3 separate regions of the Mus musculus genome follow, and all the other regions are linked to region 2. Evidence: chromatin contacts called from public HiCAR-type and HiChIP or PLAC-seq data. All regions are on one chromosome and are shown on one strand. The core of a region is the stretch at or near the end of the contact, and the rest is flanking DNA. Distances in the headings are between cores, read along the strand shown. Region 1 holds the start of Lss (lanosterol synthase). Region 2 holds the start of Fam207a (family with sequence similarity 207, member A). Region 3 has its middle 12 kb from the start of Gm47922.

Evidence for each region. HiCAR-type assays count read pairs that join an accessible place to other places. HiChIP or PLAC-seq counts read pairs in DNA pulled down with a chosen protein or histone mark.
Region 1: a HiCAR-type map of astrocytes shows a contact between it and region 2, with 2.1 times the contacts expected there. The contact joins the promoter of Lss here to the promoter of Fam207a in region 2. A contact is called at or near these places in 1 of 484 Hi-C or Micro-C datasets (CD8 T cells) and 2 of 115 datasets of contacts at active chromatin or transcription factors (astrocytes and effector CD8 T cells).
Region 3: an H3K27ac HiChIP or PLAC-seq map of microglia shows a contact between it and region 2, with 8 times the contacts expected there. The contact joins the enhancer-like site here to the promoter of Fam207a in region 2. A contact is called at or near these places in 2 of 484 Hi-C or Micro-C datasets (the N1E-115 cell line and embryonic stem cells) and 5 of 115 datasets of contacts at active chromatin or transcription factors (T-cell acute lymphoblastic leukemia, embryonic forebrain, forebrain and 2 more).

Annotation. Positions count from the first base shown.
Region 1 is chr10:76,529,726-76,533,529 of GRCm38.p6, forward strand. Lss (lanosterol synthase) reads left to right here and starts at 1,880. Exons shown (of 22, transcript NM_146006.2): 1 at 1,880-1,949; 2 at 2,125-2,293; 3 at 3,788-3,804. The coding sequence starts at 1,936.
Region 2 is chr10:77,513,790-77,517,288 of GRCm38.p6, forward strand. It overlaps Fam207a (family with sequence similarity 207, member A), which reads right to left and starts at 2,024. Exons shown (of 6, transcript NM_133998.3): 1 at 1,814-2,024; 2 at 517-625. The coding sequence starts at 1,951. It overlaps 2810425M01Rik (RIKEN cDNA 2810425M01 gene), which reads left to right and starts at 2,109. Exons shown (of 1, transcript NR_163865.1): 1 at 2,109-3,152.
Region 3 is chr10:78,147,914-78,151,848 of GRCm38.p6, forward strand. No RefSeq gene overlaps it. Among named protein-coding and RNA genes, the nearest start is that of Gm47922, 12 kb to the left of the region's middle. Within about 2 kb of position 1,643, at least 95 of the 459 cell types and tissues checked have an H3K27ac peak or open chromatin away from gene starts, as enhancers often do. A contact at or near this core is called in T-cell acute lymphoblastic leukemia and microglia, where this site is marked.

The DNA.
Region 1 (3,804 bases), core at 630-3,129, 980 kb before region 2:
TGTTCTGACACAAAAAGGACTTCCCTGGAAAACACTCTAGCTTTTTTCTCCAGGGAAAGAGAGTGGCTTGTTTAGTGAATTTGGGAGAACAGCATCCAGTGTGCTAGGCTTCCCTGGGCATCGTTTTTTGGGTCTTCTTATTGGCATACTGTGCTTACATGGTTCTTGGTGGGTCAGCTCCCAAAGGCTTCAGTTGTTCGCTTGGCTTAGAAGCTGAGACATGTGTAAGGGAAAAGCAGTCATTATGAAGCAGTTAGCCAGCCCTGTTCAAACTGACTTTTTTTTTTTTTTTTTTGGCTTTTTTGTTTTTGTTTTTGTTTTTCGAGACAGGGTTTCTCTGTATAGCCCTGGCTGTCCTGGAACTCACTTTTGTAGACCAGGCTGGCCTTGAACTCAGAAATCTGCCTGCCTCTGCCTCTGGAGTGCTGGGATTAAAGGCGTGTGCCACCACGCCCAGCTCAAACTGACTTTTCTATTGTGAATTTTAAAAACTTAATGTGTACGGGTGTTTTAACCAGCATGTATGTACTTACATCTCACACATGCCTGGTGACTGAGGAGGTCAGAAAATGGCATTAGATTCCTTAAAACTGAAGTTATAGATGGCTGTGAGTCACCATGTGGGTGCTATAAACCAATTCCAGGTCCTCTGAATGAGCAGCAAGTGCTCTTACGCACTGGACTTAAGTATTGGCCTCCAGTCCCCAAATCAATAGTCTGAGGCAAGGCTCAGTTAAAATGCCTTGTCTTATATCTTTACAAGTTTCTAAACTGGGCAAAGAAGAGGTTAGTGTTCTTGACTAGCCATCTAAAATTCCGATTTTCCATCTAGGGAAGGTGTGTGAGTGTTCTTTGCCTCTTACTTCTTCCTTCTCTGATTTGTGGTTCATGGCCCCTTCCTTGGCAGCGTTTTGAGGGCTAGGTGCAGGGAGGCTATCGGGTTTGGGTAGTTGTAAGTAAGTCGGCACTCTGTAGGACACACTGTACCGCTGGGAGTTCTTGGAATTATATTTTTCTGATCTCTGGTCGTCATTCCTGCATGCCAGCAATGCTTCTCAAATACTATCTGTTCAAATGTTCTTCATTGCACGTCTCTACTAGATTCTGCCGGCATACCACAGGCTTTCCTGCTTCCCTCTCTACTGTCAAACATAATCAAGGCTTTTCCCCCTTTAACTTGTAGGACTCCAAGCTCCAGGTATCCTGAGAGTAGTGCTGTGGCTAGGGAAGTGGAACTCTACCTGCTAATGGGAGTCAGGACACAGCCCTCTGCACACTCTGCAGCTGCTCCCTGTGAGGAGCCTGTGCCCGCTTTCTGAGAACACTACTCTGACCCTCTTCCCAACTACGTGTCATCATAGTTTCCTCCTCCCTTCACTCGGGTCAAGGCCCCTGCCCCATGATGGTCCATGTGGTGCCTCGGATCAACGCTAGTTTCACCTCAGGTCACTCATGCCTCTTCCGTACTTCTGAAGCACTCGTGGTTTCCGCGGCCTCTTTCCTGCATGTCGGAGGGGCCATTTTTCACCAACCCTGTAGGTATCCCGGCTCAGAACACCCAGACCAGAAGTCCAAGGCTGTCATCAATAAGGATCTAGAGGGGCCGGCCCCGCCCCCCATCCCGCCCCGCCCCTCCAACGGGCCTGCCCCTCCCACAGGCCGTCCTCGCCCACAGGCCGGCCTCTTTCATAGGCCCCGCCTCCAAAGCGCTTCCCGCCCCGCAGCCACGCCCCCTGGTGCCCTCGCGGCGTCGGGCGGCCCTGCGCCCAGCCACTGTGGTCGCGGTGCGTCTCTCGTGCCCACCTGGTGATGCTCTGATTGGCCGAGCTCGCATCGGCCCACCCAGTAGTTCCGGTCGGCCGAGGCTCGCGCCTGCGCAGTGCACTAGGCTGTCAGGTAAAGGGCTGGCAAGCGGTGGCAGAGAGTAGTGCTGTCATGACTGAGGGCACGTGAGTCGCGGACCCTGGGCTTCCCGCGGGTGTTGCGAGGGACGCGGCAGGGCGGTGGCAGGGAAGGTGTCTGGACAGCAGGGTGGCATGGCTGGTGGCTCTGCATGCCTGGATTGCAGGCATCCCACCTGGGCGGAGTCTAAGGAAGGCTGCTTCCTCTCGCTGGTCCCCTCAGGTGTCTGCGGCGTCGTGGGGGACCCTATAAAACTGAGCCCGCCACCGATCTCACCCGCTGGCGGCTCCAGAATGAGTTGGGTCGGCAGAGATGGACTTATTATCAAGCGGAGGACGACCCTGGTCGAGAGCAGACCGGGCTAGAGGCCCACTCTTTGGGACTGGACACAGTAAGTGATGTGATTCTGAAAGCACCATTCCATCCCAAGACTGGAAGCCATCACTGATCAGCCTACACCGTGCCTTCCTGAGCCAGAGCTCTGAAACAGTGGAGAGCCTTATTTAAAAAACAGGCAACCAGCCAGTAATATATGCATATGTGTAAACCAATGTATATGTGGGTATAGTGTGATATGAGGAAAAGCTGACTATAAGAGGATCAGGAAAGTTCACAAGTTATGTAAGAAGATGTAAAGCTAGTTGCTTTTCTAGTTCTAACTCTGTCATGGGCTTTGTGGTTTGGGCAATAGATTAATGCATAAAATATAGTGGGTACTGAAAGTGCATCATTTTATGGAAAGTTTCACAGTCTCCCTTTTCAAATGCCAAGGTCATTAAGTTGAGTAGACTTTGTGTTTGGTTAATTTTGGTGTGCGATGTTTTTATTAATTTGCAGGTTTCTTTTTATTTTAATAATAAGGCTTATAATTTTTTGTTTTTTAAAACAGATATGAACCTGGGCCCGGCAGGCATACCTGTAATCCTAGCCGCTGAGTAGGCTGTGACAAGGATAAAGTTTAAGATCTGCCTGGGCAGCTGAGTAGAGCTTGTCTCAGAAAATAAAGAGGCTGGGCATGGTAGTGCTGGTCTTTAATCCCGGCACCCAGGAGGCAGAGGCAGGCAGATCTTTGTGAGTTTGAGGCCAGCCTGGTCTACAGAGCAAGTTCTAGGCCAGCCAGGTCTACGTAGTGTGACCCTATCTCAAAAATGATAACAAATAAATAAAGAAGAGGGCTGCTGATGTGGGTCAGTGTTTGTGAGTGTTTGCCTCAATTCAATCTAAACAACAAAAAGTGTGGTACCTCCTTCCGGAGACAGGAGTAGAAGCAACCCTCGTTATTTAAGTCCCTCCACCTCAGAGACCTGTGGAAGAAGTTGCCCTAATTTGGTTTCATTTTGAGCATTCCACTTTGATATTTAACTTTTGATTTGCAGGAGAATTACAAAGATGGGTGTGATTTTTGTTTGGATCCACAAGATGAAATACTTAGGACCTGATTTTCTGGTTGTGTGTGTTGGTGCATGGATGATGGACAGCTAATCATGGAGCAGTTAGTTAGCTCACAGGCTTCCTGTGAGTCTTGGCCATCCGCTGGGAAGATCTCTCTCTGAGCAACGCCTATGCTATTGTGTGGGTCCTTTGTGAAAGAGTCCCAGTATCAGTTGGGCATCAGTACCCTGCCTTCCCTGTGGTCTGTGCTGGGCTTAGTTAAGACATGAAGTTTTGAAGAGATTTATAGATTAATGGCTGGAAGGGAAATTGTGACAACATGGAATTGCTTCTTTATTATATATGGGGTGAAATTGTCCTACCCTGTCTTGTTTCAGATTAAAACAGTTGAAAATTTTAATTTAGAGTCACCACTTTGACTTGGCTTGTGAATGACGAGGGTTCCTTGGAGCGGCGGGCACCCTCAACTCTCCTCTCTTCCCTCTCTTCACAGAGAAGTTATTTCACGGA
Region 2 (3,499 bases), core at 774-3,273:
GGAAAAAAAACTGTCTTGACTAGATGGCGGCCACAAGGCCTGCCTGCTTTTTGCCGCCTTGACAACACAGGCGCAGCATCAATGTTGCAGGTAAGTTATCTAGTGTAAGCACGCTCAGAATTTATGAATGGAATGCCGGGCAGCCTGATACCTGCTTCAAAAGGACTCCTTGTGTGGTACCAAGGGTAGGCACTGGCCTGTGGCACTCCTCAGCGCCAGTCTTTCTACTTTGGTATACTTTACGGTTTTGTTCTTTTTTTATTTTTCCTGTAAAAGTAACATCTCCTTTAGTCTTGCTTTGAGACAGGGTCTTTCCACACAGCCTTGTTTCTTCCTGGAACTAGATGTGTAGTCCAGGCTGGCCTTGAATGTAGAGACTGGCCTGCCTCAGCCTCTCAAGTGCCGGGATTTAAGCTATGCAACACATGTCATGCCTAGTGTCATCTTTTAAAGCACGGGCTAGTCCACAGGCAACAGTCAGGCTGCCCTCTCGACTCTCCAAAGGCAGGAACTCACCTCTCTTTAGGGACACCACACTCCTCTGGTCCAGCTCCAGCCTCTGCACCAACGCACTAGGGTCTATCTGTGTCCTGGCAAAGATGTCATTGTGAACGAATGTCCAGTCCTGCAATCCCAACAGGAGAAGAGAGAGGACATCAAGTTGACTTTTGGTTTGAGAGTCACACATCGAGAAGATGCTAAGGCAAAAATCCTCTACTTCTCAGCCAGGGAGGCCCCGGAAGAGTATCTACGTCCTTGTTCCCAGATCAGGCCTGTTCCTTCCTGCCCCCATCAGACTTGGGACAATCAGAGAGTCTTGGGGAGTAGAGCCACACTAGCACAGGGCCTGAGCACAGCCTCCCTGCAAACACATGCAGATCCAAGAGTAGCTGTGAGATAAGGCATGACTGCTGCTTACAACTGTATGCATGGGCCCTCCCAGGAGTGAGCAGAGGGAATCCTCTAAGTACTGGTCCTTGGGCATCTCTGAGGAACAAAAATAGGAACACCAACCACATAACCTTCCAGTGAGGCAAAGACGCGGCTGACCAAAGGGGCATAAAAACAATCTCTGTCAACACAAGGCTTAAATTTGAGCCAAGTTACCAAATTAAAAGAAAAATGGGAAAAATAAGAATCAATGGCTGCACGAATCAATGACTGCACAGCACCTCCCGTGGGTGTGGGTGTGGGAGAAAACAGAAGCTCTCAGTTTGGCTACAACAACAAATAAAAGCTGGGCACAGTGGGCTACAGCCTGGGCACGAGAGTGACAAGCTGGGGGGGGGGGCTAGGGTGAAACCTTGTCTCAAAAGAATAAAGAAAGAATGAGATGAGGTAAAATAAAAATAAATAAGATCCCAAAGGCCAAAGCAACAAGCAAGCGCCAGGGACACAAGTGCATGCCATGCCTTTAACCCCAGCATGTGGGAGGCAGGGGCAGGTCAATCTCTTATGAGTTCGAGGCCAGCCTGGTCTACAGCGTGAGTTCCAGAATAGTCAGGGCTACATAGAGAGACCCTGTCTCAAACACACACCAGAGACTGAGACACAGAGATAGACAGAGGCAGACAGACAGCGCCCTGCGACATTTCCAGAGCGTAGTGGGATATTTTCCCCCAGAGATGGAAGCGCTTCTGGAGCCTCACACCCCAACCGAGAAGGCATGACGGCTAAAGGTGGGCCGGGTCAGGACCCTAACCAGAGTGGCAGGAACACACACAGAAGAGGCGACACCCAACCATCCAGGGCTCCTGATCTTTGGAGATCCGGCTCGGCAGAGACCTGGCCCGACCGGCGCCCCACACCTCACCTTCGCCCCCGCTCCGCCCGCCGGGGATTGTGGGAGCGCCGGCTCCACGGCGCGGGGCACAGGGCCCGGTGCAGAATCCCCGTCGGGTCTCACGGCCGCCCGGTGCACACGAGCCCGCAGCGCCCTCACTTTCCCCATCTTCCCTGGAGGTTTCCGCCTGTTAGCAACGCCGCCTCACTAGTGGAAGAGCCTCCCGGAAGTGCTCCCAGACAGCCGGAAATAGAGCCGCGGCTGCGTAGATCGGCGTTCGGCCGGTCCCCGGAAGTGCCTCCCGTAGCGCGTGCGCAGTTGCGGTGCTTACGTCGCGCGCTCCCGCTAGCGCGTTAGACGTGTGGCGATGTGGCTGCAGCCAAGAGCCAGGGAAGTAAAACTATTGAAGCCTCGGGTGCACGTTACGCCATGTTTCTATCGCGCGCGTCTGGGGTAGAATAGGGAGAAAGGTTCACGTCGGTTTTACTCATGCGGGTCTCTATGTGTGCAGCTTGGCGTTTCGTCCTTAAAACAGGTCCTGGAGTTGGGGACTTTGCAATTCCACTTAAATGGGTACCAGATGGACCGAACGGCCTCCGTCTTCCTGCACAGTCGGCTCCGTGTCCAACAGCCCCTGTGCACCCAGTGCAGTATTGCTTAAGGAAAGCAAGGACGAAGGGTAATTCCAGCTCTTCACCCAAATGACACCTGTAAAATACAATACAAAACCAAAGTGGGCTATAGTTGGAGCCACAAAAGAAAGTTGGGCCCAGGCACAGCCAGGGTAGAGGCCTTCTGCCTTCTTCCCTTCTAGGGTAGAGAGCATCCTGGATGCCGGGACGTCTCTGCTAGGGATCCACAGTGAGATGGGATTTGTGGGGAGAAGGTGAGCCCAAAGCGGAGTCCGGTGCCCCACAGTGGCTGAAGTAGCAGAGCATGCCAGGGAGCAGAGCCAATAAGCATCTTTCCGATGCGGTTTCTCATCAGGGGATGCCTCCAGGTTCCTGCTCCTTCCCTGACGATGAGATCCAACCTGTAAGATGTAAAGAACACCTTCCTCCCCACGCTGCCTTTGATAAGTGTTTTTATCACAGCAACAGAAAGCAATCTAGAACAGTGAGTGAGTGGCTGCAGGCCAAGCAGTGCACTAGATGTGAAGCTGAGACAAACTAGATTGAATCAGGCGACTTGAAGAGACGTTTGAGCCAGAACAGCTGAATTGAATCAGCCAGTAAGAGTTCAGAAAGAGCTAGAAAAGGAGATCGTAGTCAGCAGTAAGCCTCCGAGACAACAAGGACATCAAGCGAATAAAAGTTACTTTCGCAAGCTTGTTTTGAGATGACCTGGGAATAAAGTCCATTGAACTCTTCACAACCTGGTTCATCTCCCCAGAAGATCTGGCAGCCAGAGCCACCCTGAAAGCTAGCCTGGCTTTTACCTAGGACAGATCCCCACCCCACCCCCCCACCCCCTAAATGTTTTCTCCTTCTCAACCCTCAGCAGTGTTCCTGTGCTCTGGGCTGTCCGATGGACCCCAGGTTCCCCCATGGAGGATGAGTTGCTTAAGGCCAGTTCCAGGGCACCCCAAGGAACTCACAAGTCGACGACAACAAAGTTAATTTTTTAGAATCCTCAACTCTTCTTCCTGCCGCCTGAGGGCGCGCGTGTCCCGTGCTTCCCTGGCTCCTGGCAAACTAGTTTTGCAGTTAGAGAGGA
Region 3 (3,935 bases), core at 393-2,892, 630 kb after region 2:
CCATCCACCATTGAAAGCAACCAGGTCTACTTGGCAAACTGCAGCTAATAAAGCCAATTTGGTTTGCACAATTTTTTTTTTTTTTTTTTGACAAAGTCTGACATCGTGCAAAGACACTCATGTGTCTCTGGAATAGACATTCCTTCCTAATATGGAGATCTGGTCCATGTGCTCTGCTCACTCGCTGTTCTCTCTCTCTCTCTCTCTCTCTCTCTCTCTCTCTCTGGTGACTCATTTGATAAAGAACTAGTCTTTCACTCTTGTCCCCAATAAAAACAGCCTCTGGCTGGGAATCCCTTGAAAAGATCAACTTCCTCTCCAGATAGGGTGGTGACTGTGGCTGTCTCCCTGTCACCTGCTCTGTGGTCAGGTAGCACCTGTCCTGTTTTAGTCCTCCCTAGGAACTTCTTGATCAGGTGAGGGATCGGGAACAAGGGAAGGCTCCTGAAAGTACAGGGTTTGGCCCCGCACACCACTATCTAGTGCCCCAGCAAAGCTACATCTGCTGGCCTTCCCAAAGGTGTGCACCCTGCTACCCCAATGCAAAGGCTACTGGGAGAGCGACTTCCGGTCTCAGGAGCACTTTGTTTTCCTGTCCATGATCTATCACCAATGACCCTGTCACCAGCATCCAGCAGGCAACACTGAGGCCTCCAGGACTTCCTGTGGTAGGTCTCACTGTCTCCAGATCTGTGGGTGGGATGAAGATGGGGTGCCTGCTTCCCTTGCTAACTTGCCTCCCCTTCTAGCTTACCTCAGATCCCCTAAGGGATCAGTCCTGGACAATCTAACTCGCCCCCTCCTTTCTACTTCCTTGTGCATGGCCTATTTTTCCTTTGTAATCCTATCATGTGCACCAGGAACCCCTCACCTCTACTGACTTCTGAAGGGTCACCCTGCCTGGGACTGAGGCTCATATGAGAGAATCCCATGGCCACCTGGGAACGTGTCAGTGGTGGCTCAGGGCATGGTGTCCTTAGGAAGTACCAAGCTTTCCTGAATATACCCATATCTCTAGCTTCCTATTTGCCTCATGTGAATATCTCAGAAGAGCAAACCGGAGCAGGCAAGCCACACCCAATGTGTATAGAGCTGGGCAGGAGGCCTGGGCACCCTGCTTAGTAGGGGTGCAATAAATGCTATGGTCCCACTGTGTGCTCTTTTACTACAGTAGCACAGCAAATTAACTCAGAGCCTTAATGCAGACAAATCCAGTTTCTCATGTCATTTTCGGTTCAAACAGGTTCCATGGTATCTCCCAGGTACTGTCTGGAATCCTGGGGCACTCACAGAGGCCAGGACATAGACTTTCTGTGACAGACCTCTGGAACTTCCTGTTTGGGGCCATGTCAGAAACACCAAAAGATGCTTAATGTGAAATATTTTAGAACTTCTGCTATTCGGCTCAAACCAGGAAGTTCAGGGATGCATGACACAAGACAGAAAATTCTAAAAGAACTTTTTTTTTTTTTTTTTAAAGCACCAAAAAAGATGCCATGGTTTGAAGGCAACTCCACAAATTCCTTTCTTGGTCAGGGAAGTTAGCAGAGCCTGGAGCTCAGGGCACACATGAGTGCACAGGTCTTAAGGAAGCCGAGAGCAGAGTTTAAAATCGAGGGAGCCAATGACGTGCTGGGGGATGCTTTCCCTTCAGGAAATGCTGGCCCTGCCACAGAGCTAGGGCTTGGCCCGAGTCAGCTGTGGAGTGCTGTTATGCCATCTGGTGAATCTCAGCAATAGATCTATACAACCTAGGGGCTCCGGTGGCTCCTGAGAAACTAAAATTAAGAACACAACCCAGCACCAAGGGCGTTCTTAGCAGCACCTGTCCTGTGAAATATCCATTGTCCTGCCCACAGATGCCAGGAATAAAGGGTACCAGGCAGCAGAGGGGACCTAGCAGTTGGGACCCAGCAGATGGGACAATCCAGGTACTGGCCATAGATATAGATGGGGACCCTGCTGAGGTCTCTCCTGTGAACCATTATGTCTTTGATGTGCACCCCCCTCATGCCTCAGCTTACCCCCGTGAATGGGCTCATCTGTGCCCTCACAGAATTCCTGTTAGAGGCTTCATGTCAAACCCTGTGAATGGGACCTTCTCTAAATATGGCTAAAGTTATTTAGCCAGGCTCTGGTGGCACACGCCTTTCATCCCAGCACTCAGGAGGCAGAGGCAGATGGATCACGGAGTTGGAGGCCAGCCTGGTCTACAGAGCAAGTTTCAGGACAGCCAGGGCTGCACAGAGAAACCCCACCTTGAAGAAAACAAAATATAAAATGGTGGTGGTAGTGGTAATAAAATTAGATTATTAGGGTCTTCTAAGAGGGGAAATGTGGATATGGAGGAGGCCTAAGGAAGTGGAGGCCATGAGGAGAGAGAGATGGAGGAGGAGGAGCTGGGGGTGAGGTGGAGTTGGGGATGAGGAGGAGCTGGGGGTGAGGAGGAGCTGGGGTGAGGAGGAGCTGGGGGTGAGGAGGAGCTGGGGGTGAGGAGGAGCTGGGGATGAGGAGGAGCTGGGGTGAGGAGGAGCTGGGGGTGAGGAGGAGCTGGGGATGAGGAGGAGCTGGGGTGAGGAGGAGCTGGGGGTGAGGAGGAGCTGGGGGTGAGGAGGAGCTGGGGGTGAGGAGGAGCTGGGGGTGAGGAGGAGCTGGGGGTGAGGAGGAGCTGGGGGTGAGGAGGAGCTGGGGGTGAGGAGGAGCTGGGGATGAGGAGGAGCTGGGGGTGAGGAGGAGCTGGGGATGAGGAGGAGCTGGGGGTGAGGAGGAGCTGGAGAAGATGAAGGAACAGAGATATGGCAAGAGAGATGTCATGAAGCAGAGGTCCTAAGAAAATGGAGGCCACATGGAGATTTAGATCATCAGAGAAAGATTATGAGAAAGACCATGAGGAGACAGGCCATAAGATAGAGGCCCTGAGGGAGGTCATCATTAGATAAGAGACCATGAGGGAATGGAGGGCACGGTCTGGACAATGCCGTGGCACACTAACGGATACCCAAGATGCCCTGGGAAGCCTGGGGCAGCTCCTCCACAGAGCCTTAGAAAGAGCTAGCCCTCTGACATTTGGTTTAGGAGAACCAATCCTTAATATTTTAGGACCCTATAATGTCAACATGCTCGTTTTTTTGCAGGGACTCATCCCTGAGTGACTAAATGACTTCAAGTCCATCTGTTGCCTGTGAGCAGCACAGGACTGGCAGATTCCAAGGAGCCTAAAGGTCCAGATGAGAATATGAGCTAAGCCTTAGGAGCAACCAAGGGACCAAGGGTAGACCTGGCTGGCAGCTGGGGTGGAGAAGCCAGGAGCTGGCCGAGAGGGTCCCAGATGGGGGATCCCATATTTCCCCTCAGGCCTCCATATCGTCATGTAATATGCCCACATCACTTGCATCAGGAGCCAACCCTGGGCTTTGAAGCTGGCAAGTTAGGGGCAGAGAGGGTACGCCATTTCTAGAGTAAGTACTTCTTATGTATGGTTTTGCTTGGCTGTCATAGAAATCTAGAAGTGGGTTCTGTGGTTGATACACGGTCCCTGGACTCCTCTTTCACCAAAGACCTCATAGTCATGTCTGGACAACAGCTCACATGAGTCAGACACACCCCCTTCTACATGAAAACAAGCCCGAAAAGAACCACTGCCATGTGGTAGATTCTCTGTGGGAATATGCCAGAGGCAAAAACAGTACTCAGGGTGGAGACGTGCAATCGCCTGCAAAGGTTGCTCACACTGCCACACCAACTTGCTTCAGCTCAGGCCAGGAGAGGCCTCAGGGGCAGAAGCCTCATCCCCCACTTCCCTGAATCCCAGGGCACAGAACAGCAGGTCCTTAGTCACCCCAAGAGCAGCTGTTAACTCCTGGTTCTCCTGTGTTCTCAGTGCACAGTAGTGGCGAGAGGTTTGTTAGAGCCCTGGCTGCTCCTGCTACCCAGAC